Linked DNA regions of Capsicum annuum: region 1 is linked to region 2. Evidence: chromatin contacts called from public Hi-C data. All regions are on one chromosome and are shown on one strand. Each heading gives the region's core, a stretch centred on a gene start, on an enhancer-like site or on the middle of the called end of the contact. The rest is flanking DNA. Distances are from core to core; before and after follow the strand shown.

Region 1 (3,835 bases), core at 634-3,133, 76 kb after region 2:
CTAATTATGTATCTTTACAAAGGAAAAAAATGTCTTTTCGTTGGATGTATTATGTATTTTGACAGACCTAAAATCAGAAAAATGTATCAGGAGGTAATTATGTATCTTTACAAAGAAAAAAATGTATCTTCATTAGATGTATCGGGAGCTAATCATGTATTTCGACAGATCCAAAATTGAGATTTAAAATAATTATGCAAAATATCAGATTTTTTTTTAATTAACCTCCAGACTGTCGGGATTTAGGTTGTTTGACTAAATATCATTATAGTAAATGAATGGAAAAGTCAAATAGTAAAAAATTTACTATCCAAGATCATAATTAAAAGGATGGAAAATCATTCAACAATAAAAGGATTTACTTTCCAAATCATAATTAAAAGGATGGAAGTCATTAAATAGTAAAAAGATTTACTATTCAAGATCATAATTAAAAAGATGGAAAGTCATTTGATAGTAAAAAGCTTATAGCAAGTGAATCATTTCTTAATGCTATATAAGCAGCTTGGTTCTTCATCATTTTCATTATCAAATATACATTTTGAAGAAATCTTAACCAAAAAAAAAAAAAAGGGCAAACTTTTTGTCTTTGTTTAAAATTATTTTCTTTTGGTGTTGTGTTTCATGGGCAATGCAGGTATATCATCTGTTCACTTTAGACTTTTACTTACAAAATAATAAGATAGAAAAATATATATATTATTAATACGCTGGGTATGAATAGTTCGAAATTTCTTCATCTTTAATCAAAAATCTCGATTTGAGACTCTAGACTACAACGCATGAATTCAGATTTAGTCGGAGCTCAACACTGGTCTCAAATCAAAACTAGTTGAGATCAATAACATCATGAAATGTGGTGGAATGCAACAAAATCTAAAACTAGTTAAATTTATCATTATCCTTTACATATATTTAATTATATTAATTAATTCTTACATTTATTTTTTCTTCATGACAGAAGCAAATATTTGTCAAGAAAAAAGCAGCACATTCACTGGTGTACAGACGCATGTAGAAGTGAAGGTTATCAATTTGGAACTTGTAGTGACACCAAAGAATGTTACTGCATGAAGCCATGTCCTCCCAAATAAATGATTAATCTTCAATAATAATAATTTTATGTTTTTTATTACTTTTTGATATCATTGTATTTGTATGAGGCTCAAATAAATATATATAAGTCTACTTTGATGATCAATCTATCTATGCATGTTACTTTGTTCGTTTTAATTTGTTTGTCTGATTTGAATTTGATATAAAGTTTTGAATCTTTTGGAGTCTTATTTAACTACGGACTTATAGAATAATCTTGTGCATGTTCTTAAACATATCATGTGAAATTTAAAACTAAAGAGTTGTCAAAAAAAAATAAGAGAAATTCTTTTTGTTATATTCGAATCAGTTTTTGTGCATCTCAACCAATTTTAGTAACTTTGATTGGTTGCCAAAATGCTTAAGGAGTTTGCTCCAAGATTTGACCCCCTCTTCGAAGGAATTCTCGAAGGCTACATCAACAACATACTCAATTTGGTTCCACGTGAAAATTTGGGAGAGTGAATATACCCAAACCAGACCTTACCGACTCAATTTGGTTCCACGTAGAAATTTAGGAGAGTGAATATACCCAGACCAGACCTTATCTCTAGCTTTGTGGGGGGTTCATGAAGGCTATGCTGAACAACATACATAAGAAGGGACAAACAATGTGAGTGGAGGTTACCAATAGCATCCTTTGACTCTTCTTTGATAACTAAGAAATCCCCAAGAGATGATTCAAAACTCGATGGATGATGAACCCATCCCTCTACCTTTCTTCGCTTATTTATCACGCTTTTCTATGCAGCAACATTCAAACCCCGACACGCGCCAACCCACACACCCCTGACACGCGCTAACCCACACACCACCACTACGCTCTTATCACTAGACCAAAACTCTTGAGGCCTTGAATTAGGATACTATGAAGGCTAATTTTGTGAAATTGTGCATGAGACAAGGTTATTGGATCATATCTCAATTCAATCTCATCACTAGGATATGCTATAGAAAAGCGGGAAGGGAGGAGTCCACATGTGCTCAACAACAACAATGTTATCCTAATCCCACAGTGGGATCTAGGGAGGATGGTGCATACGCAGCCTTACTCCTATCATGTCTTGGCTCAAGTAACAAGTCCATATGTGCTCAACAACAACATAATGTAATCCCACAATGGGATCTGGAGAAGATGGTGCATACGCAACCTTACCCCTATCTTGTGAACATAGTGAGGTAAGGTTGTTTCTGATAACCTTCGACTTAAGTAACAAGTCCATATGTGCTGACATTAAACATTGGAAGATTGTAAACACATTTAGCTTCACTTCAAGATGCTGCTTTTTACTCCATCCATTCACAAGTATGACTTACCAAATAGAAATCAAATGATCCATATGACTATGTAACTGGTGAAACTTCAAAATCAAGAAATAAGTTGACCAAAAAGAGGTGTAGCATAGATTTAGTCTGTAACTTTTGAAGAAATAAAAACACAAAAATTGAAAAGGTTTCTGCAAGTGTTTTTCAAGAAAAAAAAACTTAGTATCCCCCCCCTTGACACATGTGTTAAACCCCTCCTCAAGCATGCAAGTTCTGTAGCAGAAAGAAACCCAGTCTCCACACTGAATAGTGCAGCTGTCATGAATCGTGCAAGCAAAAACTGCGCGCACACTTCAAATTCTTTTCGTTAGCCATTTACAAGAACTCATATCCACACGTACATCAGTTTTGCTTTTCTTTCATCCACTCTACAAAATTATCCAAAATCACAGGCCATGCTTGATCGGTGTCATAGTTTTCAAGTCCTGGAAAGCTAACCTGCAAAAAGCTCAAAGATCGTTGAGAAAAAAGAGATTCAATAAAATGTAAAAATGTTGCAGCTAAGATATAAACCTATGCCAAAGGGATTCAATAGTTTTATATATATACAAGAAAATTGTTACTTCTACCCTTTTACCACAGTGCAAATTTCCGGCTAAGGGGATTCAATTGAACCACCTTCACCAAAAGGTACAGCTACTGGTGATCCCATGTGTCTGATCATAGTGCAAAAGATAGTCGATAGAAATAAAAGAGACAAGAACCAGAAAGGTAAAATGAAATCTTTTGTTTCTGCTAAATTATCATTCCCATAATACTCGGGTAGACGAAAAGTGGGCAATATGGAATATAATTATTTGTATGGTCCTCAAGGCTTGGCATAAGTTAGAATTTGGTCCCACTCGTCTAATCATATCACCCTGAATTACATATTTTGAGAGTGGTGTTTATATAGTGCGTTTGACGAAGCACAAGTCTAAAACTGGAAGAAGAATGTCATAATGCATATTGAAGAAAAGGGAACGAGAGCCCGACAAAAATGAAAATAGGAAAAGACAGGAAGACATGGAGCATCTTTAATGTTGGCTATGGCTATATGAGCCCCCTTCACTAACCATATATCCTCATTTTTAATTTATAGCGGACCAACATAAAATATTTCATTTTAAGCTAAAAGGAACTATACAACAAAAATAGTTTACCTCTTGGCAAAATCGAAGAAAATTGGTCCATTGATCCATGTTGATCACCTTATAATCAGCCTGATTCTAGTACGAAGGAAAAGACAGAATCAGTGCTGTCAAATAAAATAAGAAATGAAAATTATTCACTTAACATCGTTGCCGTAACTTAATCTTCCGAACAGGATAAAAGCCTAAATGCTAGGGTCCTTCAGGCAATTATTAAGAAGAGTTCAGCGTCTGAAACTAGGCACATATCATTATCATAAACTTTACATATGTGATATCAAAAG
Region 2 (4,032 bases), core at 1,083-3,582:
TCAATTTGGAACTTGTACTGACTCCAAAGAATGCAACTGCATGAAGCCATGTCCTCCTAATTAAATAATTAATCTCTAATCATAAATATTTATTATTTTTGCTTCTTGGTATCATTGTATTTTTATGAGGATCAAATAAATATATGGATCTATTTTGATGATTAATCTATTTCTATATGTTACTTTCTCTTTTTTTTTTTTTCATTTCAATTATTTATTAAAACAAAAGAACTAAAAAAAAAAATATGACAATTAAATTGAAACGAAAAAAAAAGTATAATCATGATCTATACCATGATAATGTGAATTTATACTTTTCTGGATTATTTTGCTCATACTTTATAGTTCAAACATGTTGGTTGTATTATGTCTAATCCACATGTACATACTGCATTACACTCTTACCACTAAATTAAAGTCCTCGAATTCCAAAATGAGGAAATGTGAAGACTATACTTTTTTGGAATTGAGCTTGGAGACGAGTCTGATATTTTTTCTTGTTGTTTCATAATTGTTGGCTTTAGTATAGTATTATATTTCACATGGTAATTATTACAAAATATTCATAGAAAGATGGAGAAAATAATAAAAGAATCGAGCAAGTGTATTTTTATTTTTTATTGTATTCTTGCAAGTTCTCTTTATACAAGTGAGTTACAACGGCTAAGTGAAGAAAAACAGGAATCACTGTAACTCATAGCTAAACAATTAAAGATAAAATATTCTACTCAGTTGCCTACTGCAAATCAAACTCTTGAAATAGAACTACACCTAAGAAATAGAAAATTTACTGCCAACAGGTCTTATAAACTAGGATAGCAGATAATAAACTAAGACATATCACGTGTTTCAATATTCCCTCCCTTAAACTGATGTTCTCAAAACATTCAGTTTAAATCTCTGAAGTCGCATCCACAAAAGAACAAACTCCAATTAATTTCCTAAGCTTCACAAATGATGGATGTTTGAGGGATTTGGTGAAAATTTCAGCTATCTGAGCTTCACTTCTGCAGTAGACAAGATCAATTACTCCATTTTCAGCGAGATCTCTTAAAAAAATGAAACCTTACATCAATATGCCTGCTTCTCCAATGAAAAACTGAATTTTTGGACAAATTTATAGTAGAACTGTTGTCGCAATAAATTGTTGTTGCTTTTTGTTGCTTGAAATTTAGCCCTGTAAGAATATTTCTTAGCCAAATGGCTTGCGAGGCACATGTAGTAGCAGCAACAAATTCAGCTTCAGTTATTGACAAAGTAACGATTGGTTGCTTCTTTGATGACTATGAGACTGCATCTAAACTCATCATAAACACATAGGCTGAAGTACTTTTCCGATCATCCAGGTCTCCAGCATAATCACTATCAAAAACCCAATCAGATCAATATTTTCACCCTTTTTGTTGAGCAATCCAAAATCCACAATACCTTTTAAGTATCGAAAGATCCTTTTTACAGCCAATAAATGTAATTCTTTTGGGTTCTCTATGAATTTGCTAATGAGACCTACGACATGTGTGATATCTGGCCTCATTGCTATCATATACATCAGACTTCCCATAATTTGTTTGAAAAAGGGTGTAATTGATCCTTTTTCCTTCAATAGCCTTTGTAAGCTTCAAGCCAACTTCTGATAATGAAGTGACAGGATTGCAATTGCTTATCTAAAACCTGTCTAAAGTTTCTCGCACATACTTCTTTTGAGAAAGAAATATTCCATCATCTGATTGCACTATTTCTATGCCAAGAAAGTAATGCGATATTCTAAGATCAGACATATCAAACTCAAGCATCATATACCTTTTAACTTTTCAAACATCACTATATCATTTCTCGTATAAATCAAATCATCTACATATAAGCACACAATCAACATTTTATCTCCATCTTCACACTTAGTATAGAGAGTATGCTCATATGGACATTTTTGAAAGCCCTCATTTTGAAAGTACGCATCTATACGACTATACCAAGCTCTAGGTGCTTGTTTTAGTCCCTAAAGAGCCTTCTTTGATATGCAAACTTTATACTTTTCCTCAATCTTAACATAACCAGGAGGTTGTTCAATAAATACCTGTTCTTGTAAGTCTCCATGTAGAAAAGCAAACTTCGCATCCAATTTATAGATGGGCCATGAATTTTGAGCAATTAATGCAATCACCAATCTGATCTTATCAAGTTTGACAACAGGAGCAAAAACTTCTCTGTAATCCACTCCAAATTTTTGTTTGTAGCCTTACGCTACCAACAGTGCCTTGTACTTATCAATCCTCCCATTCTCCTTCAATTTAGTTTTATAGACCCATTTTACTCCAATCATTTTGTGTCCAGCTGGTAGATCAACAAGCTCTCATATATTATTTTTTTCAATGGAGACAATTTCATCATCCATTGTCTTTCGCCTGTCACACCCCTTTCTTAACTCCCAAAAGGATTTTAATTTTAAAGTTCAAAAGGATTTTATTATTAAGTGACAAAAGATGAGAATTTGTTTCGAAAAAGATTATTTACTTTTAAACTCAGAGTCGCTACTTGACATAATTGGGTGTGCCAAGTCACCTTTGGGAATCTTTTTTCAAAACTATTTTTGACTCTTTTAAACTGATCTGCGAATAAAGATTCCGGTTAAGTAATTTTGTTAACCGAGTCGATCCCGTGGTTCGACCACGGTCGCTTGGTGGAGCATATCGGCTAATTCGACACTAAGAGTGTATAAACCACACAAAAACATACAAACCAATCAATCAAACAAATAAATCCAAAATTATAGTGTCCAGTCCAATTATTACAATACAAAAATAGAAAAATGCGAAAAAATATAAATCCTATTCTAAACTAATCCTAAACTATGCTCTGACGTTTTACCCGATGCCTTGGACCTTCATCACAGGCGTCCTCCGAGTACAAAATACTTCAGAACATTTCCTGAATAAATCAACACAAATACCTCGGGGCATTCCCCGGCCAAATGAGTATAATTTTTCAATGTGAGAAAACCAAACCATTCACCCAAATTTCAAACATTCAACAAAACCACAAATTCTAAACTTTGCCTACCCAACCTACGTTTGCCTATCTATTTCAATATATCATAATTCTACCACGTTTCAACAATATTTATGCACATTCCGAATTTAAACAAAACAAAAATAAACCAAAGTTAATCTAAATTTACCCTTTTTATCAATATCTCAATTCCAACACCACACAATCAATTTTACTTTTCAAACAAGATATCATTTCAACTTACAACTCATGATCAAGGCAACCAATTCCAAATCAAGACAACATGTGCTCATCACCAACAAGTATCAAGCAACACGCGAAACTTAATCCAAAAACACCAAAGCATAGTAAACAATAAAGTAGAAGAGGAAACAAATAGAATTTGACCTTTTGATGGTTGATTTCCATTGATAATAATGTTAAAGAAGATCCGCACTTGGAATCTCAAATAGAAAACCTCAATTGCGATAAATCCAACTCAGTATAGAGAAAAGCTAATCGGATAGCTTCAAAACCAGTGAGATAAACTTCGTTATACGAAACCCAACCACGAACGATGACGCAATTTGATCACGAAACCTCGAAACTTGATATTGACAATGAACCAAGAAATAGACGAACCCAAAAACTCCAACCACCTAACAGGAAATTGAAACCTAACTCGGACTGAGCTCCGACGAGCTCCAGTGACAGCCGAAACAGCGGGTCAAGATGGACGTTGGCGTGCTTCGATGTTTTTAGGCCGGATTTGCTTGGAAGTCATAAGAAACGAAGAGGTTTCAGCAATTTCAGGACTGGTCTGACAAATCGACACACGTTGGATGAAGTTACAGCAAAGATCTCGCCCAAAACATACTAAAATCGCTGATTTACTGCTTCCTCTTCCGACTGATCTCGAACCCCCTCAATTTTATCTCTATCTAAAGAGGTGTGTGTGCTTTGAAGAGAAGAAGATGATCCCCATTCTTTTTTTTTCTTTCACTGGTTTGTGAGTGTATGGATGGAGAAGAAGAGTGAATAGTATGT

What was found. A called contact is a pair of places that touch in the nucleus more often than the background predicts.
Region 1: a contact with region 2 is called in a Hi-C map of leaf, with 4 times the contacts expected there. The contact joins two enhancer-like sites. A contact is called at or near these places in 2 of 5 Hi-C or Micro-C datasets (bud and leaf).

The regions. Positions count from the first base shown.
Region 1 is chr7:6,694,403-6,698,237 of UCD10Xv1.1, forward strand. LOC107853221 (DCN1-like protein 4) reads right to left here. Exons shown (of 9, transcript XM_016698219.2): 8 at 3,564-3,629; 9 at 2,477-2,859. The coding sequence ends at 2,764. Among protein-coding and RNA genes, the nearest start is that of LOC107853221, 16 kb to the right of the region's middle. Within about 2 kb of position 1,884, at least 1 of the 5 cell types and tissues checked has an H3K27ac peak or open chromatin away from gene starts, as enhancers often do. A contact at or near this core is called in leaf, where this site is marked.
Region 2 is chr7:6,617,774-6,621,805 of UCD10Xv1.1, forward strand. No RefSeq gene overlaps it. Among protein-coding and RNA genes, the nearest start is that of LOC124900005, 21 kb to the left of the region's middle. Within about 2 kb of position 2,333, at least 4 of the 5 cell types and tissues checked have an H3K27ac peak or open chromatin away from gene starts, as enhancers often do. A contact at or near this core is called in leaf, where this site is marked.